Regions from separate parts of the Mus musculus genome. Here regions 1, 2, 4, 5, 6 and 7 are each linked to region 3. The links are chromatin contacts, called in public promoter capture Hi-C maps. All regions are on one chromosome and are shown on one strand. Each heading gives the region's core, a stretch centred on a gene start, on an enhancer-like site or on the middle of the called end of the contact. The rest is flanking DNA. Distances are from core to core; before and after follow the strand shown.

What was found. Promoter capture Hi-C pulls out the DNA fragments that hold promoters and counts their contacts.
Region 1: a contact with region 3 is called in a promoter capture Hi-C map of embryonic stem cells, with 3 times the contacts expected there. The contact joins the promoter of Zfp287 here to the promoter of Akap10 in region 3. A contact is called at or near these places in 3 of 39 promoter capture datasets (embryonic stem cells and pre-B cells) and 1 of 9 other capture datasets (embryonic stem cells).
Region 2: a contact with region 3 is called in a promoter capture Hi-C map of the HPC-7 cell line, with 7 times the contacts expected there. The contact joins the enhancer-like site here to the promoter of Akap10 in region 3. A contact is called at or near these places in 14 of 39 promoter capture datasets (the 3T3-L1 cell line, 3T3-L1-derived adipocytes, the C10 cell line and 9 more), 3 of 484 Hi-C or Micro-C datasets (the G1E-ER4 cell line and cortical neurons), 1 of 115 datasets of contacts at active chromatin or transcription factors (large pre-B cells) and 1 of 9 other capture datasets (embryonic stem cells).
Region 4: a contact with region 3 is called in a promoter capture Hi-C map of pre-B cells, with 2.9 times the contacts expected there. The contact joins the promoter of 2410006H16Rik here to the promoter of Akap10 in region 3. A contact is called at or near these places in 13 of 39 promoter capture datasets (3T3-L1-derived adipocytes, the C10 cell line, the HPC-7 cell line and 8 more), 3 of 484 Hi-C or Micro-C datasets (CD4 T cells, the N1E-115 cell line and pre-B cells) and 9 of 115 datasets of contacts at active chromatin or transcription factors (the SCID.adh cell line, astrocytes, embryonic stem cells and 6 more).
Region 5: a contact with region 3 is called in a promoter capture Hi-C map of liver, with 2.9 times the contacts expected there. The contact joins the enhancer-like site here to the promoter of Akap10 in region 3. A contact is called at or near these places in 3 of 39 promoter capture datasets (liver and pre-B cells).
Region 6: a contact with region 3 is called in a promoter capture Hi-C map of the HPC-7 cell line, with 7 times the contacts expected there. The contact joins the enhancer-like site here to the promoter of Akap10 in region 3. A contact is called at or near these places in 14 of 39 promoter capture datasets (the 3T3-L1 cell line, the C10 cell line, the HPC-7 cell line and 8 more) and 1 of 115 datasets of contacts at active chromatin or transcription factors (astrocytes).
Region 7: a promoter capture Hi-C map of pre-B cells shows a contact between it and region 3. The contact joins the promoter of Lrrc75a here to the promoter of Akap10 in region 3. A contact is called at or near these places in 11 of 39 promoter capture datasets (the C10 cell line, the HPC-7 cell line, cranial neural crest and 6 more), 1 of 484 Hi-C or Micro-C datasets (embryonic stem cells), 1 of 115 datasets of contacts at active chromatin or transcription factors (astrocytes) and 1 of 9 other capture datasets (adipose tissue).

Annotation. Positions count from the first base shown.
Region 1 is chr11:62,729,750-62,733,624 of GRCm38.p6, forward strand. It overlaps Zfp287 (zinc finger protein 287), which reads right to left and starts at 2,147. Exons shown (of 6, transcript NM_133208.3): 1 at 1,918-2,147.
Region 2 is chr11:62,674,283-62,678,005 of GRCm38.p6, forward strand. No RefSeq gene overlaps it. Among named protein-coding and RNA genes, the nearest start is that of Mmgt2, 27 kb to the left of the region's middle. Within about 2 kb of position 1,664, at least 90 of the 459 cell types and tissues checked have an H3K27ac peak or open chromatin away from gene starts, as enhancers often do. A contact at or near this core is called in the G1E-ER4 cell line, the HPC-7 cell line and cortical neurons, where this site is marked.
Region 3 is chr11:61,928,357-61,931,889 of GRCm38.p6, forward strand. It overlaps Akap10 (A kinase (PRKA) anchor protein 10), which reads right to left and starts at 1,901. Exons shown (of 15, transcript NM_019921.3): 1 at 1,633-1,901. The coding sequence starts at 1,720.
Region 4 is chr11:62,600,832-62,604,486 of GRCm38.p6, forward strand. 2410006H16Rik (RIKEN cDNA 2410006H16 gene) reads left to right here and starts at 2,046. Exons shown (of 5, transcript NR_030738.1): 1 at 2,046-2,192; 2 at 2,404-2,451; 3 at 2,766-2,815; 4 at 3,572-3,635. Snord49b (small nucleolar RNA, C/D box 49B) reads left to right here and starts at 2,255; the gene lies at 2,255-2,317. It overlaps Snord49a (small nucleolar RNA, C/D box 49A), which reads left to right and starts at 2,629; the gene lies at 2,629-2,690.
Region 5 is chr11:60,934,423-60,938,210 of GRCm38.p6, forward strand. All of the region lies in intron 1 of Map2k3 (mitogen-activated protein kinase kinase 3), which reads left to right. Among named protein-coding and RNA genes, the nearest start is that of Map2k3, 4.3 kb to the left of the region's middle. Within about 2 kb of position 1,404, at least 261 of the 459 cell types and tissues checked have an H3K27ac peak or open chromatin away from gene starts, as enhancers often do. A contact at or near this core is called in liver and pre-B cells, where this site is marked.
Region 6 is chr11:62,622,432-62,626,207 of GRCm38.p6, forward strand. All of the region lies in intron 1 of Lrrc75a (leucine rich repeat containing 75A), which reads right to left. Among named protein-coding and RNA genes, the nearest start is that of Lrrc75aos1, 10 kb to the right of the region's middle. Within about 2 kb of position 2,385, at least 140 of the 459 cell types and tissues checked have an H3K27ac peak or open chromatin away from gene starts, as enhancers often do. A contact at or near this core is called in the HPC-7 cell line and hippocampal neurons, where this site is marked.
Region 7 is chr11:62,647,246-62,650,853 of GRCm38.p6, forward strand. Lrrc75a (leucine rich repeat containing 75A) reads right to left here and starts at 1,278. Exons shown (of 4, transcript NM_198861.1): 1 at 900-1,278. The coding sequence starts at 1,145. Mmgt2 (membrane magnesium transporter 2) reads left to right here and starts at 1,419. Exons shown (of 2, transcript NM_175002.2): 1 at 1,419-1,611.

The DNA.
Region 1 (3,875 bases), core at 897-3,396, 800 kb after region 3:
TCATACCACTGCTGCTGATGTCCTTAGTGATCACTCCACGGTACTGGATTTCCAAAATGCTGGGGTCTCTTGATGAAACTGGACTGTATTTTCACCAATACCTTCTGTGCTGGCTAGTCTTATATTAACTTGACACACAAACTAGATTTATCTCAAAGGAGGGAACCTCTATTGAGAAAATGCCTTTATAAGATCGTATAGGGCAATTTCTTAATTGGTGATTGATGGTGGAGGGCCCAGTTCATTGTAAGTGATCCATCCCTGGGCTGGTCATCTTGGGTTCTAGAGAAAAAAAGTAGGCTGAAAAAGCCATGAGAAGCAAGCCAGTAAGCAGCACCTCTCAAGGCCTCTGCATCAGCTCCTGACTCCGGGTTGCTGCTCTGTTTGAATTCATGTCCTGACTTCCTTTTATCATGAACAGCAACATGGAAGTGTGTAAGCCAAATAAACTCTTTCCTCCACAACTACTTTTTGGTTGTGGTGTTTCATCTCAGCAATAGAAATCTTAGTAAGACAACCTCTTCTGGGACTTCTTCAGGGATCCCAGCCCTGCCACACAGTGCTAAGCCTCAGATGCTCGCTGTGACTCTTTTATGCCATCAAAACCAGTACCATCTGAGTGACTCTTACTCACTAAGCTTGGCAGCCAGAATGAGGTATAATCTTGTCTCCCTCTGAAATATAGCTTCTTGGGCAATTTCTTATTCACCTCAGTGACACTGGTTTCTTTTTAGTCACAGCTGACTATTCAGTTCCAGATGACCAGACACCAAAGATTCTTCACACAAAAGGCCAAGTTTGCGTTTCTCTCCTGCTCTTAACATCCTTCTCTTCCTAGCTCCTACAGAATAGCTCACTGAGCTTCCAACACTCAACGACTTTTCTAGCCTAAAGTTCTAATGTCCTTCTACGATCTTCCCATAACAACATGGCCAGGACTGTGACAGCAATACCCTACTTCTGGTTCCAATTTTTGTCCCAGTTAGGGTTACTACTGCTGTGATGAAACACCTTGACTAAAAATCAATCTGGGGAGGAAAGGGTTTATTTAGCTCGTGCTTCCACATCACTGTTCATCATCAAAGGAAGTCAGGGCAGGAACTCAAACAGGGCAGGAACCTGGAGGCAGGAAGTAGCTCTCAGTCTTATAGAGGCATTTCCTCTATAAGATGACCATAGCTGTGTCAAGGTGACATAAAACTATCCAGCACAAGAATGGCCCATCAGCTCAAGCATTTTTGGTGTTCTCTGCTACCCCTCATACACACAGAAGCAGACTCCTCAGAGTGCAGGATAAACACACAGAATTTACCCTGGTCTTCTTTTCCTCTATCCTTGAATTTAGAATACATTCATCCTAGACACACACACACACGATGTGTGTTTATTGATGGTGGTGTTAGAAGCAATAATTTAAGGAACCATGAGCAGAATGGTTAATTTCTAACTTGTTGAAAACTTATCACCTTGCAGAAAGAAATGTTTCAATATCCAAGTCACTAATATTCCGGATGTTCTCAGCAACAGAGCAAATTTGTGATTACTGGGACAAACTGGAGGTTTCCAAACAATCTCATAGGGGCGGGGCCAAGGCGATCTATTTATCTGCCTTGCATAGTTTGCTCTATTCCCGGAGCAGAGAAGACAAGCCTGTTAGGCTGTGATTGGAGGCCGTCTCAGGAGCTTCCTCAAGTGTAAACCGAAAGCACTATCCACCTCTCTCAAAGCCAACCTCACAAGTATCCTGACACGGAGAAGAACCCACACGTACTTGTTTGGGGCTCCAACTCCCAGCCTAGCTCATCCATAGTCATGCATGCCCTGAGGAGATGCGCCCGCCTTGCCTCCAGCCGCCTCCCCTTCCCAGCCTGCCCCGGGCCGGCCTCCCCGTGGACATTCGCGCTCGGACATCAGTACCTGTCACTCGGGCCCCGTCGGCGCAGCCCGGGCAACAATGGCGGCGGCGTGGCGGGAGCCTCCGTGGCAGGCTCGACTCAGAGCTGCATCAGGGGCTCAGCTTCACCGCTTCTCTCCCTGGGAGGAGCCGGGAGCCGTCAGTACACGCTCATTCCAGCCGGGTCCCCAGAGGCCCCGGCCGGAACCCCTAGCTCCCGGGCTTCGCAGCGACCTCGCCTCGGCGCCACTGCGCATGTGCTAGTGGAGAACGCTGCTCGTCCGTAGAGCCAATGGGAAGCCGAACCCGAGCCTTCCCATCCCGAGCCCCAGGCCCTGGACCTGTCTCTATGGCAACCTCCTCCACCCATCACCGTGACTTGCCTGTTAGCTACAAGGTTTCGACCGGAACTTTAAAGTTTACCTGGGCAGAGACAGGCCTGGCAGATGACTTGGATGTCAGGGCTGCAATAGCAGTACCTGGGAAACCATTTGGAGAGTAAAGCCGGATTCTTACAACGCAGAAATAGACAGGCATCAAGTATGTGGCTTGTAGGGAGGAAACCCCACAGTGCTCTTTCTAGATGGACTGTAGTGCATAATTCCTAATGGCTCTGATTGTCACCTCTAGAATCCGACACTGAGACCTCCAGATTCAACTAACAGACAAATTCTCTGTCTTCAGCATTTCTCTTAGCTCCTTCTGTTCTGTGGATTCTTTGGTTTGTTTTTTGATGGCATCCTGAACTTCTTGGACATCATAATACTCATTTTAAAAAGTCCTTCTTGAATTTAGGTACAGTAGTCAACCTCGTCTCCCATCCTTGATAGTCTTTCTTCTGCCTGGCTGAGTCCATTGGTGATGTTTCTATTGTTTTTCTGTTCCACTCACTGAGTTTTTTAATTTTTTTAGCATTTCTGTGTGGGCTCCCTCCCTCCTCAAAATACTGATTTCTTTCCCTGCTTATGTTCACAAAACAAACAAACAAACAAAAAAACAAAACAAAAAAACCAGGTTAGATTCACTGGGCCACCAAAACCAAACACAAAAGTAGGAGAGAGGTGGATCTCTGTGAAGTTTGAGGCCAGCCTAGTCTACACAACCATTCAAGGCTAGCATGGGCTACATAATGAGAGGAGGAAAAGGATGAAGAAATGGATTAGTGGTTATGAGTGCTTATGATTCATACAAAGACTCTGGTTTCAGTTCCCAGCACCCACGTGATGACTCAAAGTCTGTAACTCCAGTTCCAGCGGCTCTGATGCCACTTTTGACTTCCACAGTCTCCTGTGATACGCATACACAACACACACACACACACAATTAAGTAAATTCTAAGAAAAATAAATAACATTATTATGTACAGCTTTGAAAATAAGTGTGAAATACCAACCAGTCAGTAGTAGGAGAAAAGAAGTCAAGATCAGGGCAGTAATTAATGTTGATGGACATTAAGCTGACTCATGTTCCTTGTGCTTGTGAAAGGAGTAACAACAAACACAGATGTACAAGCACATGCACAGTAAAGTGCAGATGCCTTTAGGTGTGTGCCTAGGAGTGGTATAGTCAGGTCATATGGAAGATTTATTTTTTTATTTTTGAGACAGGGTTTCTCTGTGTAGCCCTGGCTGTCTTGGAACTCACTCTGTAAACCAGGCTGGCCTCGAACTCAGTAATCCACCTGCCTTATTTTTTATTTTTATTTTTATTTGATAAGCCTCTGCATTGATTTCCATAGTGCCTGAAGCACATTACATGCTCACCAACCATGGATAAGGTAGCCTCTTTCTCTGCAACCTTAAAAGCATTTGTTGACGTTTGTTTTCTTCCAATAGCTATTCTGACTGGAGTGAGATAGAATCTCAAAGTAGTGTTTTTCTGATGGCTAAGGAAGTCAAACACATTAAAAAGTGTTATTGGTCATTTTTATGTCTTCTATTGAGAATCGAGTTCATTGGCCCATTTACTGCCTGGTGTTTAA
Region 2 (3,723 bases), core at 414-2,913, 750 kb after region 3:
ATTTAGTATATTTTATGTTATTGGTATTTATTATATTTTATGTTATATATTATGCACATGCCTGGTGCCTGTGGACACAGAAGATGACTAATCCCTTCCAACTGTGAGTTGCCATGTGGGGGCTGGGAATTGAACCCAGGTCCTCTGGGAAAGGAGTCAGTGCTCTTAACTGTTTGATCCATTCATTTAACCCAAGCTTTGGCCATTTAAAAATAAGTGGTTTTCCTGACCATTACATATTCTGTGTGGCATTAAATTCTGTCATTCTTACAATACTGTACTTGTTGGAAGCCCTGGGCACATACAGCCCTATTCTATTCTTATAACAACCTTGAGATATAGGTACAACCCAAATTCAAGGACTGCATGGGTCAAACCACATTCCTACGGTCACACTGCTGGTAAATGATGGAGCAGGGAGTTTGACAGGGACAGAGGGGAACTGGGGGAAATTTTATCGGTATCTTTTCTAAAGCCCTCATCGGTAGTAAGTGAATAGCTTCGAGGCAGGAGCCAGCATCTGCTGATTTCATCCCAGCTTTAACCAGCTACGGAGCTGTGCCTCGCCCCACCCCCACCCCTCTCAAAACTGAATATTTAATATAAAGAATTGTTTGCGCAGATGTTGGAAGACCCAAAGAGTCAAATCTGCAAAGCTTAATAACCAGCGTAATGGATACAGCAAGAGGCCATGAGAATAACAGACAGGGAAGAGTCAGGTTGCCAGAACTCAGGGAGGTCCTGCGGGGTAGAAGATCAGGCCCTCAAGGGAAAGTATTGTGCATCTGGTGATTCAGGGTGGCGCGGAGGGGGCGGGCAGTCACCTGTGCACCAGCATCTTCTGAGAGAATGGAATCTGGGAACTTTGGTTCAGTCTGCTCATCGTGCCTGGCCTTGGTGACGCTGTTGGCACACATGGGAAAATGCTTTGCAAAATCCCCACACACCAGGGAGAAGAGGTAACGCATTCTTAGGATTCACCACAACAGTGCCGTATCCACACCCGCATCTTCCCGCATTTCACACAACTCAAGCTCTGTCTGTGTGCTTGCTGTTTTCTGGTATGTCTGCTTTCAAATGTCCCCAGGGGGCCCAGTAAAAAGGTTGGGGAGCCTTTGTAGCATGCCACAGGCGTCCTTGTTGGGGCTAGCCTCTCCTACCTATTAGTTGTATCATTATCATCACGATCATCTTTTATGTAGCCCAGGCTAGCTTCGAACTTGCTATGTAGCTGAGGATGGCCCTGTACTCCAGATCCTTCTGCTTCTGCCTTGTGAGTGCTGGGACCACAGATGTGCACCACCATGCCTACATGCCCAGTAGTCTTGAGGAGGCAGATCAACAAGGTGGGGTCATGAAGCTTGTGAAGGGGGACTGTCACCTCTGCCACAGTGGTTTGCAAAGCTCGGTCCAGAGCTTCTGCTCAGCCCCGCTTTCTCCCTTCCCAAGATCCCTCTCTCCTTTGCCCTTCACATTGGTGTTGCTGTAATTGTACCTCAGGAAATAACCCTGAGGCATCCGCCGTATCGGAGCCCCCAACTGGATCTGAGCCACTTCAGCCACTCTCTCCTCACAGTCCGAAAGCACCGTTAAACAGGAAGTTAGGGCGCTTTGGTGTTGTGACTGCCTGTGGACTGTGCAGTGCCTGGAGGGCGGAGGATTTGTTTAGCATCCCTCTCCTGCCATCTGGTGGATGGATAAGAGGATTATGAACAGACCCGGCAGGCAGGACACCTAAGAGAAAAGAGTGTTTTCAGGGGGGGAAAGAGGAAAGCAGCAAATGGAATGCCACTCTGCGCTGAGGCCTAATCCTAGGCAGCATGCCCTCCCTCGCTCGCTCACTTCAGCTACCTAATCAACGTTGCAGAGAAAGCTGCATGACTTTTGGCGTCTGCAAGAAGAGTGTCACCATCCTCCAGCTATGTCACCAGCTGTAAATGCCCTCAGAGGCTGGCTGGCTTCACAGAGCAGGCTTTTCTCTTCACTTAGGACGAAGCCTTAAATGGAAGATTCTAGACATGAACATTGTCTGATTGTGCCTTATTCTGATATTATGATGAATTTGGCTCTGTCCCGCTCTATCCCACTCAGGACAAGAACCGCCCATTGGTCCAGTGTCTCTGTGTACATGTGCTAATAGCCATCCCTGTTGTCGGTATGACTGCCATGGTCTCACACGCTGGTGTTCAAGTTGCCTATATTTTACTCAATAATGTCTTCAAAGTGCAACACTAGGGATGCTGGCAATTTTGCCATAGTCTATCTTACTGTTGTTGGTAATCTCTTCCTGGGTCTAGTATGTTAAAGTAAATGGTATGCGGAGTGTGTGTAGAAAAAGCAGAGTGTACATAAGGTTTGCTACTATCTATCTTCTGTTTTGAACACCCACTGTGGGTCTTGGAAGATAGCCCTCTCAGATGAGGGGGACAACTGCATTCACAAAGAATGGGTTCTTGCTAGCTTGTGACATCATAGACAAGGTGGCTGCAAGACTCACTCTGGAGCCAGGTGGTGGGGATACACACCTTTAATCCCAGCACTCAGGAGGCAGAGGCAGGTGGATCTCTGTGAGCTGCAGGCCAGCCTGGCCTACAGAGTCAGTTCCAGGGCAGCCAGGGCTACACAGGGAAACCCTGCCTGGGAACAAAAAACAAGACAAAACAACCAACCAAAAAAAAAAAAAAAAAAAAAAAAGACTCACTCTGAAGACGCTTCCTGTGTTCTGTGTAGCTTGGGAGGGAAGACCTATGGGTCACGTAGTTTCAGAGGTGCTCAGCTCTCTCTCTGCTGCTTCTGGGCCTGCGGTAAGTGTTGCAGGAACTTCCCCCAGGGAGACATAAACAAATGTTTTTGTTTTTGTTTTTGTTTTTGACCCCAGACAAAGCACCAATGACCAATCAAAGAGATGTGTCTGTTCAGGTCTGCCTTGGTGAATCAGTGAGTTTATTTGGCGTGTAGAACCAAGGGTGAAGAGTTACTCAGAGGAGTGTGGGTTAGCCATATTACAGAAACATCCTGTCCCATCATGGATAATGACTCCCACAGTTACATACTCAGACTCCCCTTCAGTTAACCCTCCACTCTCTGTGTACACTAACACGTCCTAAGACTGGCACAGCCGGGAGCAGGTGCAGCTGGGAGCGGCGACAATCTTGGATGGGAGTCTGATGACCCTCCTCTCCCCTTGTTTTTTTTTGAGAGAAGGTAGCAAGCCTGATCTGGAGGGTGCCCTGTGAGCAGCCATGGCTACTCTGCTGAAGATGGCAAAACTGTTATGGTTAGAGAAAAGCATTTCACAGAAGTGAGGCAGAGCATCTGGGCAGGAAGGAGGGAATGGGTGGCCTCCCAACATCCTCTTCAAGGACATATCTCAAGTGACCTAATTTCCTCCCACTTGGCTCTACCTTTCACAGGCTCCACCACCTCCTAAGGACACTTCACACTGATACCAAGCCTTTAAGACATGAGCCTTTGGGGACACTTCAGACCTAAACTACATTACCTACTGAAACCCCGCCCTTCAAACCGTAATTCCCTGCTCTTCCCTAGCCTCTGGCAGTCACTTTTATTTCTGTTTCTGAGACTTGACTCCTCGGTGTACCTTATTCATCTTTCTGTGACTAACTCATTTCATTTAGCATGATGTCGTTAAAGCTCAGGGATCAGAATGGCTTTCTTTTACACAGCTGAATAATATTCCATCCTGTGTATATGTTACATTTT
Region 3 (3,533 bases), core at 651-3,150:
AAACTTTCTAAGCAAATAATCAGATCACCCTTTATTGTAAGGTCACCTCTCTTCAAAAGCTTTACAATATATTCTCTCTGCATTTGGAATAAAACTCTCGATAATGTGGTGTCTGCCTATCTGCTTCTCTATGCCTCAGCCACAGTGGCCACCTTGCCTTTCCTAAAGGGCACCAGCTCTTTATTCCTGGTACCTCCAGTGTCTTTCCTGACCTCTCTAAAGTTACATTCTACTACTGATCCTCTAGTTTTACGTTTCAAGGTTACATACTGAATTCTTCTAACATCCAACCAAAATAGGTTTTTCTTCATAAATTAGTCTTTCATTACACATCATTCAATTTGTAAGTATATACACACTTTTTTTTTTGGCCTTATTTATTGCCTGCCTTCAGCATCAATGAGTTTCATAGGTACAGAGACTACGTCCATATAACTATTTCATGACACCCTAAGACAGTGTCTGGCAGACTGGACACTCGACAGTGTGTGTTAAATGAACAGACAGAAGTCTGTTGTTCAACTTGAATTAGTCCCATACTTAGAATGCATTCCCCCCCTTAAAAAACAAGCACCACAACACTGTCAACCTAGGTACATTAACAACTCCAGAGATATTAAGACACTTTACTGATAAAGCTTCCTATTATTTACCAGTTTCATTCATTCCCTCACCTAGCATCAACAGACAGCCTCAGTCCTATGAGGCCTTTAGGAATCATCTGATTCTCAGCTGGAAAAAAAGTGGGTTAACCGGCTGTTTCGGGTTACAGAGTTTATGAAAAAGCTATCACGTGAATACAAGTCTGATTTGGTGTTATGTTTAAAAAAAAAAAAGTCTGTCTGATACATCTTCTCAGTAAGAATGAAGAGATACAACCACCTCCACCTAAAGAGATTTGATTGATCAATTTGTGTATGTATATTTAATGAAATACCATAACCCTTTCCAGGATCAAAATCACCTTGCCTCTACTTTAAAAACTAAGTAAGCTTTTACAACTGGACATCCGAAATCTAAGTAGTTCGTTTATAGTAGCAGCAACGGTCTCAATAATTAGTAAAGTTGCTCAATCATCAAAAGCAGTAGTCTTCTGAATACGGAACTTCAGTAGTAAGAAATTTTATTTTAGGAATAACAGTGGGCCCCCTTCCGCTCTCCACCCCCGCCCCCAAAAGAGGAAACTAGAAAATAGCGCTAGTTGAAGAAATAACAGTTGCACGTGGTTTTAGGTATAACCCCCCCCCCCCAATATTCGGAAAAGTCAAGACTTCCTATAAGTAAAGGGATTTCCTTGATCTTCATCCACAGTGCGCGCGTGGATCACACACACATACAAACCTCCAGAAACCAAACACACCAGGAAAACCTTTTCTTTAGCCAACAGGTGTTAATTTCTATGGGTTTAAGCAGACACTTTTGGCCCAAAGCGACAATGCCCCTCGACCTCGCTTGAGGAGGCCACCTTCTTCCCTGCGGAGTCCCGGGCAGCACACTGCACCGCGGGTGTCGGCGCCGAGGCCGAGCGGCTCATCGAGAGCCTCGCGGCCGCCCTGACAAAACCCTTGCAGGTTTGCTGCCCCACCGCTGCCCGAGACCCGGCTCACCCCCCGCCGGCGACCCCTCGGCTACCTTTCCGCCGGAAGAAGGACATGGCGGGGCCCGGGTCGGGGCGGAGGGCGCGGGGGGAGTGTCGCGGGGAGGGCCCGGCTCCCCTCATTCAGCAGCTGGCCGGGACTTCCGGGGCCGCAGGAGCCGCTGCACTAGTCCGAAAACAGCCCCTTCTTCCGGGTGTGGGCGCTGCCGCCACCTCGGGATGCCCCGGCAGCTGCTGCCGCCATGTTATCAACAAGCCACCCGCTTAGAGTTCCGGTCCGTCCGCGCGCGGGGCTTCACGGGAGGCCCCGGCCCCGCCTCCTCCTGCGCACCTCCTCCCGCGGGGCCGGGGCGCGCGCCCGCTCAGCCCACGTGACCTGGCGTCCTCGAGTCCGCGAGCCCTTCCCCCTGGAGGCTTCGGATGACAGCGTCTCTTTGCTGAACCTCCTCCTCTTCGGGAAGCCCCCGCCAGCACTGCTGCGCAGCCTTTTCGCGGAATCTTGCTAAATGCCGCAGGCTGCTTGGCAGCTTTACCCTGCCAGGTCCCCGGGGGATGCAGGCGAGCCTGCAGGACGAGGAGCTGCTCTTATGTAGCTCCCGAAGCTCCCTCCCTCAAAGTGACCTCAGGAAGGAAGGAGAAAAAGAGTGGTAGGCTCATTTTCAGATGAAATCCCTACAGATGCTCAAAACAGAAAGAGCCAGCAACCTGAGCCTCAACAGAGGGCTATTTCTTCCGTTCTTATTCGAAAGCCACCTTCCTATAAATCTTCTGGCTTTCTTAAAGCTTACCCACCTTTAGCGCCCTGGATGGATGGCCACTATAGCTACAACTACTGTCAAAAGCGAACCAGGAACTCGTGATGCACACAGTTGCTGATTTTTATGTTGGATCAGCAAAGTCTACCTGAGACAGAAGGAAAAACAAGTGCAGAAGCGGCAACTTGCCTGATTATTCGGTGTGTTAAAACAGGAACTAAGTAAAGCCTGGAGTCTTAACCATATTATTAGAGCAGGTTAATAAGTTTGCTAGTTTTGTTTCCAAGCCTGTTTGCTAAATGATGAAAAACCATCATAGCTAAACTTATTTATAACATCGTGCACAGATACCATACTAAACCCTCCAGGTTAGTAACAGTCTTTAAACTTGCTCTTGGTATGGAGGAAACTAGGCCAGCTTTCAAGGTCACGCTGGGCAGGAACTGAAAAGGAGAGCAGGGCTGTGGTTGCCCCATGTGAGGTAATGGTGTGGAGGTCTGAGATGATTTGGAAATGAATATTACACTCTGGGCATACCCCTCCCCTATTCCCACCCACTGCCCACCCTTGAAAACCTTTCCTTGCCTAAGAATATTAAGGCAAGCCAGGGGAGGTGCTCTGGTGGTGAAAGCCTTTAACACACTTGGAAGGCAGAAAGAAGCCAGTGGATCACTGAGTCCCAGGTCAGCTTGATTTACTTAGGGAATTTTAGGCCAAGGTGAGACTGTGTCTCAAACAGATAAAAACAAAACAAGGCGTTGAACGATGGCTTAGCAATTAGGAGCACAGACAACACTTGCAAAGGATCCACAGTTAGAGTATCTACTCTGTTCTTAGGCAGAATGGGTGGTGTGTCTTACATTATTCCTTTGCCTTTCCCTTCTGGAGTTCCAGTCTTGGCAGAGACTGTTTTGTATTTGTTAACTATTGGTTAGCTGATCAGGGCAGGAGGAACACCAGACGAATGAGTGAGAAAAATCCCTTAAATGAGCAAAAAGTCAATGGGGTTGAGGGGAGGGCTCTGGCTCCATTAGGATTTCTAGAATCCTTACTCATTCTCTCAGGCTAAATAAACATAAATCAGTGTTGAGGAAGTGTTTTTCAACTCAATTTCCAATGAGGTTTATTCTTTGAGCCCCCCCTACCAGAGATTCTGGAGTTGCTTTTATTCTCTGTGAGAA
Region 4 (3,655 bases), core at 796-3,295, 670 kb after region 3:
GTGCTCTTTTTTTGTTTTTTTGCCCATGAGTTCCAGACCCACCCAACCCTGTACTCCTTTTGTTTTCAGGGGAGTTTGATGAAAAGTCCTTAGTACTTTTTCTTAATTATTCACAAAGCCTGAAGGGCTTCATATTTGGCTCTTTGACTTGGCGTTTGCTAGATGTTTCTGCAACTTGAAACTCCCAGAAGGGGGAGGGCAAGGGAGAGCTGCACCTCTGTTAAAGATTCAAGGCCAAATGACTCAAGATTGAAATTAGTGTTCAAACCAGAGCTAAATTATTTTGGACTATTTTTGGTCCCTTTGAAGCCATCCATATCCCTTGCCCCCGAGTTAACATCCTTGTGACTATGAAAACCTTATATTACTATTCTTGACAGGCCACTAATTTCCACACATTCAAAAGCTAAAAACATCATTGGGCAGCACCTGAAACCTACAACAGAGTCCTCATCTTTACTGTAACTTGCCAATTGAGGTCCCCACCAAATGACTTTCCTTGTTCTGTAACAAGTTAGGCAATGGTGGTGGCACATGCCTGTAATCCCAGCACTCGAGAGGCAGAGGCAGGCAGATCTCCAGGTTCAAGATCAGCCTAGTCTACAGAGCAAGTTCCAGGACCGCCAGTGCTACACAGAAAACAGCACCTGTCTCGAAAACGGCACCAAACCAAAACCAACCAACCAACCAAGCAAACAAAAACCCAAGACACTTCCAATATAGAACATGGTATTTGGGGACCCATGAATCTTGTGTTCCTGGCCATGGTCAAGCATATTTGGCTCCAAGGGAAATTATCTTATTCCCTTTAAGAATGTTTTGGCCTGGACTTCCCTCCCTCCATCAAAATTCTGTTTATTCCTCAGACCACCAAGATTGCAGTCTCATGACCACCTGTCTAGTTCTGTCAAAATGAGTTGCCTCCTCAGCCTATTTGCATAAGAAGTGCATGCAAGCACTTATGTGTGTGTTGCTGGGTAGAACCCAGCATATCATATATACTAGCTCAACAGATTTTGCACTGAGGTGTTTTGAGACAGGATTTCATTCCGTAGGCCAGGCTGGTCTTGAACTCACAAGAACCCTACTCTAGTCTTCAGGTTCACATATCCCAGGCTGACCTCATAGCTGAAGATGACCTTGAACTTCTGATTCTGCTGCCTCCACATACCCAGAGCTTGGGAGTTTGTCACAATGTCCAGTTTATGAGGTGCTGGGGATGGAGCTCAGAACTTCATGTTTGCTAGGGAAACACTGCATCCCCAACCCTTGAGAAAATCAAACATACTCATATACTGAAGGCATAGCATTAGCAGTTTTCTATTACCTATGCCCGATGCAAGTCTCTCCAGTCAGAAGTGGAAAGAGCAGGGGGCAATGGAAATGGATCAAGAGCTCTTCTTGATTCTACAGTTCTCTAAGGAATGTGATGAGGGCCGTCTGCATAGGGCCTTGAGAGACTCCGTGGATATGTTGTAAAAATAATGGGGTGCAGAACGGCCCCAATCATTACACTTTTGTAACAGCGTTTGTCTTTGAACGCGGTTTCGTGTGTGTTAGCGTAGATGAGCCAGGCTCTCCACCACCCAGTTAGATTATATAGGCCCGCTTTTTTTTTTTTTTTTTTAAATTTAAAATAGAGACAGGGGCTCATTAAATTGCCCAGGCTGGACTCGAATTCTTGCGTCGGGTTCCTAATCGATTACGATTACAGGCCTGCACTGTCAGGTCTGACTACACATTTCACACACTACACACGTTCACAAAGGACTAATAAGTCAGGGAAGACAACGAGGACGGAAAACCGCGGAAAGGATGTCGAGTCCGCGCTTAACCCAACACGCAGGCGCGCTGGAGCTCGCGCGCTCTTCGCTACCCAGAATCCCCCGGGGCGGGGGAGACCACTCGCTCAACAGAACGGGGGAGGCCTGGGTCGCGAGGCGGGCCGCTGGAAGTTCCCGTGAGCCTTTGCCGCCCTCACCTCCCTGGGGTGAGGAGTGGTCTATTCCTAGCCCTTAAGAGGAGGGCGCTCACGCGCCGTCTTTCTCTGCGGCCATCATGGGATCGTGCTCTTCTCGCTCGTTGAGCTGGTCCCTTCGCCGTGGCCTGCTGGTGACGGTCTGGAGCGATGCTGAGCCCGGGCCCAGCCTCTCAGCTCCGCCTTGTGCGCTGCACAGATCTAGGGGAGCCTGGTAAGTCGAGGTCTGCATCGCGGGGCGCCGCGCGTGGGCGGGGTGTCGGCTGCAATGATGATGAAACTAGAAAAAAAAGGAAGTGCCGTCCGATGCGACAACTGACGACATCCCTAGTTAGCTGACTGCAGTCGTTTAAGCCTCGGCGACCCAGTGCTGAACACAAGTGTTCTAATTGCCCCTCATGACTCTTACTCTTCTAACCTTTCAGACGGGACGTTGACAACGTGGAATAGGAGCAGTATCATCCCACCATGAGGTAAGGGTTTCTGGAGTATCAGGTGGGGTTCATAGACAAGAGGCTGTGTAGCTTTCGCTCCAGGGACTCCCAACATACCCTGGCCCATGTGGGCACATACATAAATTTAAGACGTGTCTCCATTTAGTGGCTGGAACTACTAGTTGGAGGACAGCAGAAAGCTTGACTGCTGTGATGAGATGACTAAGTAGGAAGTGCCGTCAGAGTCGATAACTGACGATAACTGCTCCTGGCTGACTGCAGTCAAGCCCACACCGGTGGCTGGGGTTTAGGTTTAACTTGGGCTGGACTTTTAACAACTGCTGTACTTCTAGGTTGGGGATTTAAGAGTGGAAGATTGCCAACAGCTGTGGCCTCCCATGAGGTAAGCTTTCAGCTTGGGATTTTAGACCGTTTTGATTTGAGCTAGAGTGTTCATGTATGAGCATCAGTTTTGCCTGTACTCAATACTGGTTGTAGCTGATGGGGGTGGTTAAGTAAGGCAACAGTGCACAGCTCTTACTGTAGAGCCATTTTTTTTTTAAGATTTATCATATCTAAGTACGCTGTAGCTGTTTTCAGATGCACCAGAAGAGGGCATCAGATCTCATTACGGATGGTTGTGAGCCACCATGTGGTTGCTGGGATTTGAACTCCGGACCTTCCGAAGAGCAGTCGGTGCTCTTAACCACAGAGCCATCTCCAGCCCCCTATAGAGCCATTTTTGTGTGTGTTTGCTGTCTTGATGCTAGAAAAAAATGGCACCGGACTTAGGTGGTTGTGAGCCACAATTAGTGCTGGCAGTCAAACCTGGTCTTCTAAGAACTTAGACCTTCTAGTCCATTAACTTGGGTCTTAAAATTTTCAGTTAATGTGGTCTTACAATTGAACCCAGTTGGGCTGGTTTGGCTAGTTGTAAATGTATTTTAGTAATTTGAAAAATACTTCCCTTTTAGGTCTAGGATGTGTTAAGAACTGTAGCTTTCTTGAGAAGAGGCAGGCAGAGTTCAGGCCAGCCTCGTCTACAGTAGTGAGCCAGGGCTACAAAGAAATCCAAAAGAGAAAAGCCAGGGTGGGAGGGCAGCCATTGATTTTGCAAGGCTGTTATATATAATGTCCTGTTTTCTGCAATCCATTTTAGGGTGTCCCCTTTCAAGTTCTCAGAACGGACGCAGGACTGCAGATCTGTGCTGGCAGCAGCAGAGGTGAGTTGGTCTGTACAGTG
Region 5 (3,788 bases), core at 154-2,653, 990 kb before region 3:
AGTCTTTACAGTGGATGCTTCCCTCAGTGTGACCCTGCAACTGGTGCAAAGTGGAGACCTTGGCGAGGCCATACCAATGTGGACCCTGACAGGAACTCTTTTTCACCTTTGCAGGAGACTTAAAAATTACACACACAACCAGGCAGTGGTGGTGCACGCCTTTAATCCCAGCACTTGGGAGGCAGCAGAGTCAGGCGGATTTCTGAGTTTGAGGTCAGCCTGGTCTACAGAGTGAGTTCTAGGACAGCCAGAGCTACACGGAGAAACCCTGTCTTGAAAAGCCAAAACCAAAAAAAAAAATATACACATGATATATATATATATATATATATATATATATATATATATATATATATGCATGCCACATGTAGTATACTAGTATACTTTGTGGGTATCAGTTCTTTCAGTTCAGTCTTGTGGATCAACCTTCCACCATGTGGGTTTCAGGCATGGACCTTAGATTATTAGACTTGATAGTAAGTACTCTTACCTGCTGGGCTATCTTGCTAGCCTGTTTGCAGAGGACTTTGAACACAGCGGGGAGTGGTAGCACCTGACCTTTGGTGGGGACTGCAACTTTATCTATGAACTTCCCACTGGACGGTTGGCAGCCTAGTTCTTTGTGCCCAAGCTTAGGAAGTTCTCTCCACATGTGTAAGGCATGTAGGTCCCACAACTTTGTTGACATCTCCTGTCTCCTTGCTCATTAGTGGGTCACTGCCTGCCATCTGAGGCCAAGGGCAGCTGGTACAGGGGCACATGTCAGGGTGGTCTGGGTTTGCATGTCTTGTTTGTCCTTGTGCATATTGTCAGGGATGGCCTTTGACACTCTGTTGGAGGTGTTGTCATTGGAGTTCATCAGTGGCTGGTGGCTCTGGCAGCCCAGTGAGACTAAGGAGCACTGAATGTCTTGTCCTGGTCCTGTCTGCTATGGTTATAAGCTTTCCTCCTGTCCCAGGAGTTGGAAAGACTAGAGGGTGGCACCTTGGGGACTTCCCCCCGTCCTGGTGTGACGCACAGGAAACTCTCTATCAGCCAGCCTGTGGCTCAGGGCCTGAAGGCAGTAAAGTTCCCAGTCAGCCTGTGTGGGGAGAGGCAGCCAGGCTTCCGGTGGGTGAGTCAGCAGACACTGGGTGCTGACTCACCACAGGCATGCCAGTCACTGCCTATAGCTTAAAGGGGCAATGCCAGGCAGGGGTTACATACCTGTAGGCTGCCCCTGGTCCTGGGCTGGACATCACAGGTGACGGTCTGCTTTGGACTTTTCAGTTGAGCTGGGATTCTGGGCAGATCCTCCTGTCCTGTCCAGGAACTTCCTCTGTTAGGTAAATGACTCTTGCTTCCTCTTGCTCACCACAGACGAGTAGATGGCAGCTGTTGTTGACGGTCCCTGGCCCAGGGAGCAAGGTCTAGTAAGAGCCAGGAGCAGTGGCCTTGCAGGGACAGCCAGCTTGAACTGCCTCGGTCAGATCCCTACTCTGCCCATTTTGCAATGTAACATTGAACACATTGTATCCAGTACATTCTTGATACTTTGATTAGGTTTTAGTCCAGTGAGTAGGGGACATCTTTCAGAGAAGAAGCCGGAGTGCTCCTCTCCCCCCCTTCCCAGGAAGTACAGGAGCCTTGCCTGTATGGATGCAGATGGCATTATCCAGCAGCATTGCAGCTATGTTATAATGGGCCTAGGATCCCAACCTGACTCTTACTTCCTCATCAGGGCAAATGGCATATCCTCTTTGACTCTCAGTCCGCTTCTGGGCAGTGGGAGGAAGTACCTCTCCCCTGCAGGGTGGTAGTAAAGATGGGAGATAGAGTTTCCCAAACAAACGGCATCTGTCATTATTTAATTGTTGGGACTCTGGCTGCTTCTCATTGGGAGGTGAATACATGGCTTCTGATGATGTATTCATAGGGTTTGTGACACGAGGCTTCTTTGGTCAGGAAGCCAGAGTTTGCCAAGCTCTAGGGCAACCTTCCTAATGCTACGACCCTTTACTATAGTTCCTTATGTTGTGGTGACCCCTGCCATACAATCATTTGCATTGTTATTTCATAACTGCAGTTTTGCTACTATTATGAGTTGTAGTGTAAATATTTGTGGTTTCCAATGGTCTTAGCCGACCCTTGTGAAAAGGTTGTTTGATCCCCAAAGGGATCTTGACCCACAGGTTGAGAACCCCGAGCTCTCGGCTCTTTTTCTCCTCTGCTTCCTAAGCCGTAAGCTACCATTGCTCCTGAACTGCCTGAGACAATCAGGAAGGGGAGTAGAGAACTGAGTTAGTCTGTCCTTTCTGTAGATCTGTCCCTGTCACTCAGCCTTGTTGACCAGTGGCCGCCTTGAAAGCATAGGTGAGGGAAGCTCAGGAGGTGCAAGGCCGGCCTCAGGGTACAACCTCCTGGGCTAGTTTCTCAGGTGGGAGAATTTCATCCATGTCAGACCTGGTGCTAGCCTGGGGAGTGAGGGAGGGAGTGAGTGGGCAGCAGGACTCAGGTGTGCATTCTCTCACACCTCCCCTTGGTTGTTTGTCCATGTTGCCCATATCTGTCAGGCCTGTGTGCCCAGCAGCCCCTATAGATTTTTCTTCCCCCATTGCAGGTAAAGAGCAGAGACAATGGCAGCTTGCCCTATCTCACTGGGGCACGTACTACAGGCCTAGTGATACCTGGCCTTGGCAGGGTCAGTGGCTTTCTAGCCCTCCCTACTTCTTAGCCCTGCCTGCAGGGTTATGGTAGTAGTGCCTCCGCTGAGCTGGAGTCCAGGGCTGCCTTGGCTGCTTCTCTGGATGCTCTCTGTGATCAGCTCAACGGGGCCCTCCTTGCATGTATGGGCCCATAGTGAAGCCTGCTCCTGCTTTCCCTTCCCTCCAACTTCCTCCCTCCCCCTTTGCTCCCTATTGTCTTTCCTCCTCCTCCTCCTCCTCCTCCTCCTCCTCTCTCTCCTTTTCTTTTTGAGACCTAATTACAAATGTGCCCCACCCCATGGTTTTATGTGCTGTTGAGGATCAAGCTCAGGATCTCTGAGGATTCAAGTCAGGGCCTCATGCACACTAGGTAAGCATTCTACCAGTTGAGTTATAGCGCCAGTTTTTCAAGTTGAGCTTATTAGCAATCAGTTGGTGGAGGCAAGAGGAGCAGAAGTTCAATGTCGTGGTTCAATAGCTGTGGTGGCGCATACCTTTAATCTCTGCACTTAGCAGGAAGAGGCCATCGTGAGACTCTGTCTCAAAATGAAAAATTCAATGTCATCCTCAGCTGTATACTATACAATGAGGTCTAACGTGACACTGCCTTAAAATATACAGATAAATAAAATTGAACTTTGGTGTGCCCAAAGTGTGTTTATCCCCCTGTCCTACAGAGGCCCAGGCTGTTCCACACTGTCAACTACAGGATATCCCTGGGATGAGAAGAGGAAGGAGCTGGAGTCTGATGTCTAGGACCACCGTGCCTCTTCTCTCTTGGTTTTGGTTTCATTTGTGGTGGGACTTTGTGGAGTGGAAGGAAAGTTCTGTGTGTGGCTTGATGAGGTGCTGGTTTAGGACAGTTCAGAGTCTATGTGGGTGGGTGTTTCTCTTGCTGCTCCAACCTGTGTGGCTGTGTGAACAGCCTTGGTTTTGGTCACCTACATCACTGCAGGTGCCACCAAGTTCAGGTGTTTGTCTTGAGTCAGCAAGTGTGCAATGACAGGCCAGGCTCCTTGGACACAGGGCTGAAAAGGCTCCTGGATATTAGCAGCAGGGTTTGGGCATAGTAAAAATGTAGATGGGTGGTGTCGGGGCTGGGGG
Region 6 (3,776 bases), core at 1,135-3,634, 690 kb after region 3:
GCCAGTTCTGGAGTAGCCCAGGCCAGTGGTGAATGAAGAGCAGAAAAGGGGTCCTGCGTTTTGGTAGTTACACCTCTAAGAGAAAAGAAGAGGAGGCTGGTGAGATGGCTCAACAGGTAAGAGCACCCGACTGCTCTTCTGAAGGTCCTGAGTTCAAATCCCGGCAACCACATGGTGGCTCACAACCATCCGTAACGAGATCTGACTCCCTCTTCTGGTATGTCTGAAGACAGCTACAGTGTACTTACATATAATAAAAAATAAATAAATCTTTAAAAGAAAAAAAAAAAGTTGGTTACTACGTATACCTGGCTCCAAGGAGAGCAATAAAAAAAAAAAAAAAAGAGAGAAAAGAAGAATGGGCCTCTGCCCCCTCGGACCTGGGGAGGCCAGGGCACTAAGCCCCATCTCCTGTGGGAAAGGAAGTTCACAGAGAGCTCTGTACCACAGGTAGGAGCCAGTTTGGAGAGCCCTGCCTTCCACTGAGCAGGCACCAGCCTCAGAGGCAAGCTGCATGCTATGAGACAAGCTGCGATCCCTGTCACTCAGTTTGCTTGTCATCCAGTGACACAAGATGTTGTGTGGCCACGTGCAGGGACTTCTGAAGAGCTGGCTGGCAGCTGTAACCCTTGCTTTGACCTCTGACCTCTGATCTCTGATCATTCAACCCCTCAGGCATGATGCAGCCCTTCAGGCAATCTACCCGACAGCTCTAAGCCCGTGCCCTCTCTGTAAAATGGAGACAGTGACCTTAGCATCAGATGTTGGTGAGAGAAACCAAACTAAGCAACAGGGACAAAGCTTCTGTGGTCCCCTCAAAGCCCCTCCTCACCCTGTTGGCTCCTCACTTCTTCACTACCACACCATGCAACTCCTTTGGCCCACAGACCCATCTGAAAATGTACTGAAAGCCAGTAACTTCAGAAAACACAGGAATCGGGTCCTTGGCATAGGAACTCCAGGTTGGCCCTGTGGTCAGGAGGGTGTGTTAAGAATGAGGAAGACAGGCCTCACCCTGACTGGAAGCTGGGAAGGCCTCAATTCCAAGGGCATCAGAAGGCCATGTGGTCAAAGGGGCCTAGCATTCAAGGCTCCCTTCTTTCTTTTCCTTTCCCTTCCCCTTTACTGTGCAGCCCAGGCTGGCCTCGAACTTGCAACCCTCCTAACTTAGCTTCCCAACCACTGGGAGTACAGGCCATGGCCAGCTAAGGGTTTTCTTTTTCATCTGTTCTGCTTGCTCCCCTTTGGCTGTTGACTTAATGCTAGGCTCTGCCCCTCTCCTGAGTACATCTGTCCTTGGGGGCGATGCTCTCAGAACTCTGTAATCCCCTTGGCTTACTGTAGGTCTGTGGGTGAGGGACCCTCTCCTTGGGATGTGTTTTTTCCTGATTGTGAAATGGCAGATCAACTACAAGTTATTAAACTGTGTTCTAAGGTCCTGGGGTAGGCAGGTGTTACTGGGGACGGGATGGGGGCAGAGCAGCTCTTGGTCTCAAACAAATAAAAAAATCAAAGTGCTGCCAAAGAAGAGTTGAAAACCACCGAGAAGGTGGGTAGGCTTCTTGTCCTCTGTCTTGCCACACTGGGTCCCATGTCTACAAGCCCCCATATGCCAAGCCATGTGGGGCCATCATATTCTTAGAAAGACCAAGAAAGACCACTGGAGACTGGGCAGGTCAGACTGGGTGCAGACTGCATCTCTCCAGGGCTATCCTTAGCTGTCTCCTTTACCCTTCAACTCAGGAGCCCCATGGCAGACAATGGCTGTCTCTACGGTGTCTCACTGGCATCCCAGAGTTGGAAAGGGTGGAAGAAAGATGCCCCCTCCAGGAGGGGAGAAGTTGGGTAACTGAGTCACAGGGTATCACCTTCCTGAAGAATTTTTAGCTGGGGTGGGCCTCCCAAAGGTCCAAAGGCTACAGTAGGAAACACCAGCCCGGGGCTGGGCAAAGGCTGCTATTTTACTGCTTGTTCAATTTCCGGCCTGGCCTGGGTCCAAGCACACTTGTGTTACAAGGGCATATCACGGTACCTGGGTATCTTTTCTGTGTCTCTTCCTCTAAGTCAGTTCACTGGGGACTTTTGTATCACAGTCCATAAACTGGATGTGAGGGAGGAGAGCTAATTAGCTCCTCAGGGTATCCCCAGATGGCTGCAACTTTTGCCATGGCCCTGGGGAAGCCAGCTCCCCTGACTGTAGGCATGAAGGTACCAGTGTTGTGTGAGGGAACTGGAAAAATCAAATCCAGATGTGGCTGGCCTTGGAGGGGCTGTTGCCTTGCAACAGGGAGGCACTCAGGAGGCTCTCCTCTTCTTCACTGTGTCCTCACTAGAGAACAGCATATCTCTAGGAACCATGCGCACAGATGGCTGCTCATCAGACAGTCTGGGTGAGTCTCTCAAACAGCACTGAGTCACTGCTGATGGGAGCTCCCTTAGGAGGGTGTAGCTGGGCTAGCCCCAAGCCGCTAACTGCTTCCTGCAGTGCCTAAAGGTGACAGGCACACAGGGCATCTCAAGGAGGCGAGCCCCATATGACACTAGCTCAGATAAGCAGGTTTGGAGACATTTTGCAATGGGACAAGCAATGATGGGCTTAGAGCCAAGGCTATGGCTTCCAAAGGGCAAGTATACATCCATTCTGGAAGGCCGAACAGCACATTCCAAGGTCTAAAGACCAGGGGAGGAGCCTGAGGCCCTTTGGAAAAATGAGGCTCTTCAAGGGCCTCTTCCAGGGACATAACTTGCGTCATATTGGGCTCTGTATAGATCCCTGTCCCAAACAACCTGCTGTGACAGCTTGAAGGCAGCTGCAGCAGGCCTGGAAACCGGCTGTTGGGGGAAAGCAGGGTAGCAGCCGTTCACAACGGGAAACAGCCTCTCTTCTTATGTCTTTATTCCCTTTGGAAAATTCAGTTACTTTCATAAAAATCTATTTTTCTCTTATGCAAATTTATTATAAAAAATTTAAAGTTACACACACACACACACAACCCCACCCAGCTTTGTTGAGATATAATCCACACAATTTATTCATCCATAGGACACACTCTGGGGCTGAGGTATATAGCTCAGGGCAGAGTAGCCAAGGAATCCAGGGCCCTCCTCTGGCCTCCCTAATACTCTGCATCTGTGAGGCGTTGGGTTCAACCCTCAGCACACACACACACACAAACCAAAACCAAAACAACAACAACAAAGCCAATCCTAAAGTGAAGCTTTGTACAACCACCATGATACATTTTAGAAGATTTTCATTACCAAGAAACTTTGTGACCATGACCCCAATCCCATGTCTCCCCTCTCAGGCACTGGGCAATCACACCTGCTTCCTGTCTCTCTGTATTCTGAACTTCCTTCTCCTTTGTTATCTACTGTAATTATAGATCTTTCCACAATGTTGCCTTCTCCCTATTGTTACTAATTTTAAGTTAATATAGGTAAGCCCTTTAGAGACCCTCCTCCTTAAAAAAAGAAAGGAAGAAAAGATTTACTTAGCCAGGCATGGTGGCTCACACCTTTTATCCTGGCACCCAGTCTACTGAGTGAGGTCCAGGACAGCCAGGGATACAGAAACAAAAATCAAAACACACCCTGCCCCCAACATTTACTTATTTTTATTTTATGTGAATGAGTGCTTGCTTCAATGCACGTGCCCTGTGTGTGTGCCTGGTACCAGGGAAGTCAGAAGAGGGCACTGCATTCCCAGGAACTGGAGTTACAGATGGTTGTGAACTGCCATGTGCATGATGGGAACAGAACCTAGGTCCTCTGCA
Region 7 (3,608 bases), core at 28-2,527, 720 kb after region 3:
ATTTTCAGCACACTGTTTATCTACAGGGGTCCTCCAAGAATATAAGGTCTGCACAAAAATATAACGTCTGTGCGAGTCCGTGACACAAAGCCAGACCAAACCGATCTGATCACTGTTCCACCGAGCACCTATGCACCCTCCTGCCTCTGCCACTCAGCAAGACCCTATAGTACAGGCTACCACTTTCCCCGGAAGAAAATGAGAAAGGAAAACAAAAAAACGAGAGGTGGGTGAGGCACCAGCCCTTCAATAGAGGGGACTATTGAAGGGGACTATTGGTCAGATGTGTAGTATGCCCCTTAGTCAGTGAATCAGGACCAGGCTGAGAGAGTACAGTACAGTTCCTGCTGGCCAAGAAACCAAGCCTAGCTTCATTCTGACCAAGACTTCTGCCGGGGTCTCACTGCAAGGACCAGCCAAAGTTAGGGGAGATGAAACCACAAGACACAATATTGGTTGCAAACGATCTAGGGGCTGAAATCTTACTGGTCCTAGGGACATACCTCAGAAGCTGGCTTAAACAGATAACTGCGCATTCCCTGGGGACCCTTGCAAGAGGGTGATAGGTTGTGAGCAGAGAGGAAGAAAACTCTGGCCCAGACCAGGCATTCCTCTCTGTATCCTCTCTCATCAACTATCCCTGGGGACTTGTGGAGGAGAGGAGCAGGGACAATGGTCCAACAGGTCCCCTTTACCTACCTGGACAGGTCAGCCTTCCTCACCCTAGCCTGAGGCCCCAAATTCAGCAGGAAACACAGAGGCACCTGCTGACACACCGCTCCATCCCCGCGAAACGGGGACCCTGGGCGGTGCCTCCCGGCGCTCTCCTGTCACCCCCCTCGTAGGGGCGGGGCGCTCCGGGAGCCGCCGCGCCCCCCATGCCCCCTCCCCGCGCTCACCTGGCGCAGGTGCTGCAGCAGCGTCCCCGCCTCCTCCCGCCGGCCCTGGCGCACCATCCGCAGCAGCTCCTGGACCATGCCGACGCGCCGGTGATAGGGGGGTAGCCCACTGCCCGCGCGCCCCGCCTTGTCCCCGGCGCGCAGCAGCAGCGACGCCCAGAAGTCGGGTCGTTCGCGGCGGGGGCCGGGCGCCGCGCCGGGGCTGGCTCTCTCCGCCAGGCTGCCCTTGGTCTGCCGAGTGCCCATGCCGCCGCCCGCCTGGGGCTGCGCGCGCCGGGCTAAGGCCGCGTCCCCCGCCGGCTTCGCGCCTCCCCGGCCGCAACTTTGGGGGAACTGTTGCGCGCGGGAGGCGCGGGCGCGGGGCGGGGGCGGGGGCGGCTGCGGCCCGCACTCCCCTCGCTCCTCCCTCCTCGCTGCCCCGGCGCGCTCTCCCGGCGCTCGCCGCCAGCCCGTCCCGGCGCTCGCCGCCAGCCCGTCGGCCCCGCCCCGCCCCGCCGGCCGCCCCGCCCCCGCGCCGCCGCGTGTCTCCCTCCCTCTCCGGCGCCCGCTCCTTCCCGCCGCGCGGCTCTGGGCTAGGGGTGCCCGGCGCCCCCGCCCTGCTTTGTCCCTGGTGCAGCGCCCCCTGCCGGACACTGTGCTGCGCCTCTTGGGGCCCGCGGCTTCCTGGCAAAGGTCAGTGAGTTCCCCGATGCTTTCCTGACTGCGCGCCTAGGTGAGGCCCAGGGATTACGGTGGTGGGAGGAGGTCGGGGCGCCGAGCGAGGGAGAGAAACTTCGGAACTTGGAGGTCCTGTTCGCCGCAGAGTCTAGATTCTCAAGAGTGGGCTCTGCAGAGAATCAGTATCTCAGATTGTCCGAGGTGCTGGTTTAAAGCGTAGTATCTCAGGCCTGGCTCAATGCCCACTGAGCAAGCCTCTTCTCCGGGCCTGGAAATGTGCATTTAGCTAGCATCTTGGGTGGTTCCGATGCTCGTTTCTTGGAGCCCCAGTGGCTTTCAGGTAGGTGATGGTAGTTGGTGCACGGACACAGATCTGGATACTCTAGTTTTGTGAACTCTGCATTCTTTTCTCCCTCCGACACTGCTGAGAGGAGACCTTTAAGTCTTCCTGCTACTACTTCAAAGCGGAAATGTGGCTTCTGGTTAGACATTCCTTGTTGCCTTCTTCTCGGGTTTCTTCTACCAACCCCCTGGGAACCCATGGTGCTTGGATAAGGTATTTTGGAGGCCCATGTGCCCTGTTCTTAGCTGTAGGAGGGGCAGCAGTTTTATTTGTATTTATTTATTTATTTTTTCTTTCTTAAGGTCGCTAGTATTGCTCTAGGCCAGAGGGCTGGAGTCCACCACCTGCTGCTGATACGTATCAGAAAAGCCTTGGGCTTCCAGATCCCTGGCTCCTTCTGGAAGGTTAGGATAGTAACACAGTAACATTTATGTCAAGAGTTGGAAGGTGAAGACTGTGTGTGTGTATTTCTGTGTCTGTTTACCCTGGTGCTTTTTTGTTTAACAAAGTTTCTCCCTGGCGTGGAACTCCCCAAGCAGGCTAGTTTGCCTGGCCAATGAACTCCACAAATCCACCTATTTTCCACCTTACTAATTTAGGATTGTTAGGTGAGTACGACCACACGACTTTTTCTTTTCTTTTTTAAAGATTTATTTATTATATGTAAGTACACTGTAGCTGTCTTCAGACACACCAAAAGAGGGCATCAGATCTCATTACGGATGGTTGTGAGCCACCATGTGGTTGCCGGGATTTGAACTCAGGACCTTCAGAAGAGCAGTCAATGCTCCTCCCCACTGAGCCAGCTCACCAGTCCTTTTTTTTTTTTTTTTTTTAAGGTAGATCACATTATGTATCCCTGGCTAATCTGGAACCTTTTACATAGACTAGGCTGGCCTCGAGTTTACAGATTTACCTGACTCTGACTCCTGAGTGCTGGGGTTATAGGGGCGTGTGACAATTTTTCTTTAAAAATTAAAAAAAATTATAAATTAAAATCTTTAAATTAATTTAGAGCTTAATTCTTTTTAAAAATGAGTCATGGATACCAAACTCAGTCCTGCTTGCAAGGCAAGCATTTTTACCCACTGAGCTGTCTCTTAGACCGGTGAATACTTTTTGGAAAAAAAAAATGTAATGACACTTGTTATTCATTCAGGACCATCCTCAGTAGGGTTTGGCACTAGGGGAGAGAGACCCAGCTTGGTTTTGAGTTTATAGCGAAGCAGCTGGGGTGGGTGTTGATGGATGGGAAATGACAAAGGGAAAGCACCATCTATAAAGGGATTCTAGCTAAACTGGTCTAACAGAATTGCCAGTCGATATCCCTGCAGGCTGGTAGAGGACAAACCTCATCAGACATTGCAGGTGATCAGCCACCTGGAGTAGTTCTTCCGAAACTGACTTGAGAAAACTCTTTGCTGGAACCGTATTCTATAAGAATATGCACCAATGGGCTGGGAAGAGGGTTCGGGAGCCTGACGAGGTGAGCCGGGTGAGAATTCTTATCCAAGCAGAGGTGCTGTAGAAGTGATCATTCTTTTCCATCTTCTCAAATATGTCTTCTCTGTCAACTCCAACAAGTGCCTTGAGGTTGAGGCCTTGGGTCTCCCCAAGTCCCACTCTCTGGTGTTCTTAGAGAACTCTGCTCTGGCTTCACGGTTCAGCACTGCATTCAAAACTGCTTGGCTTTTGTGTGCAGAGGACAC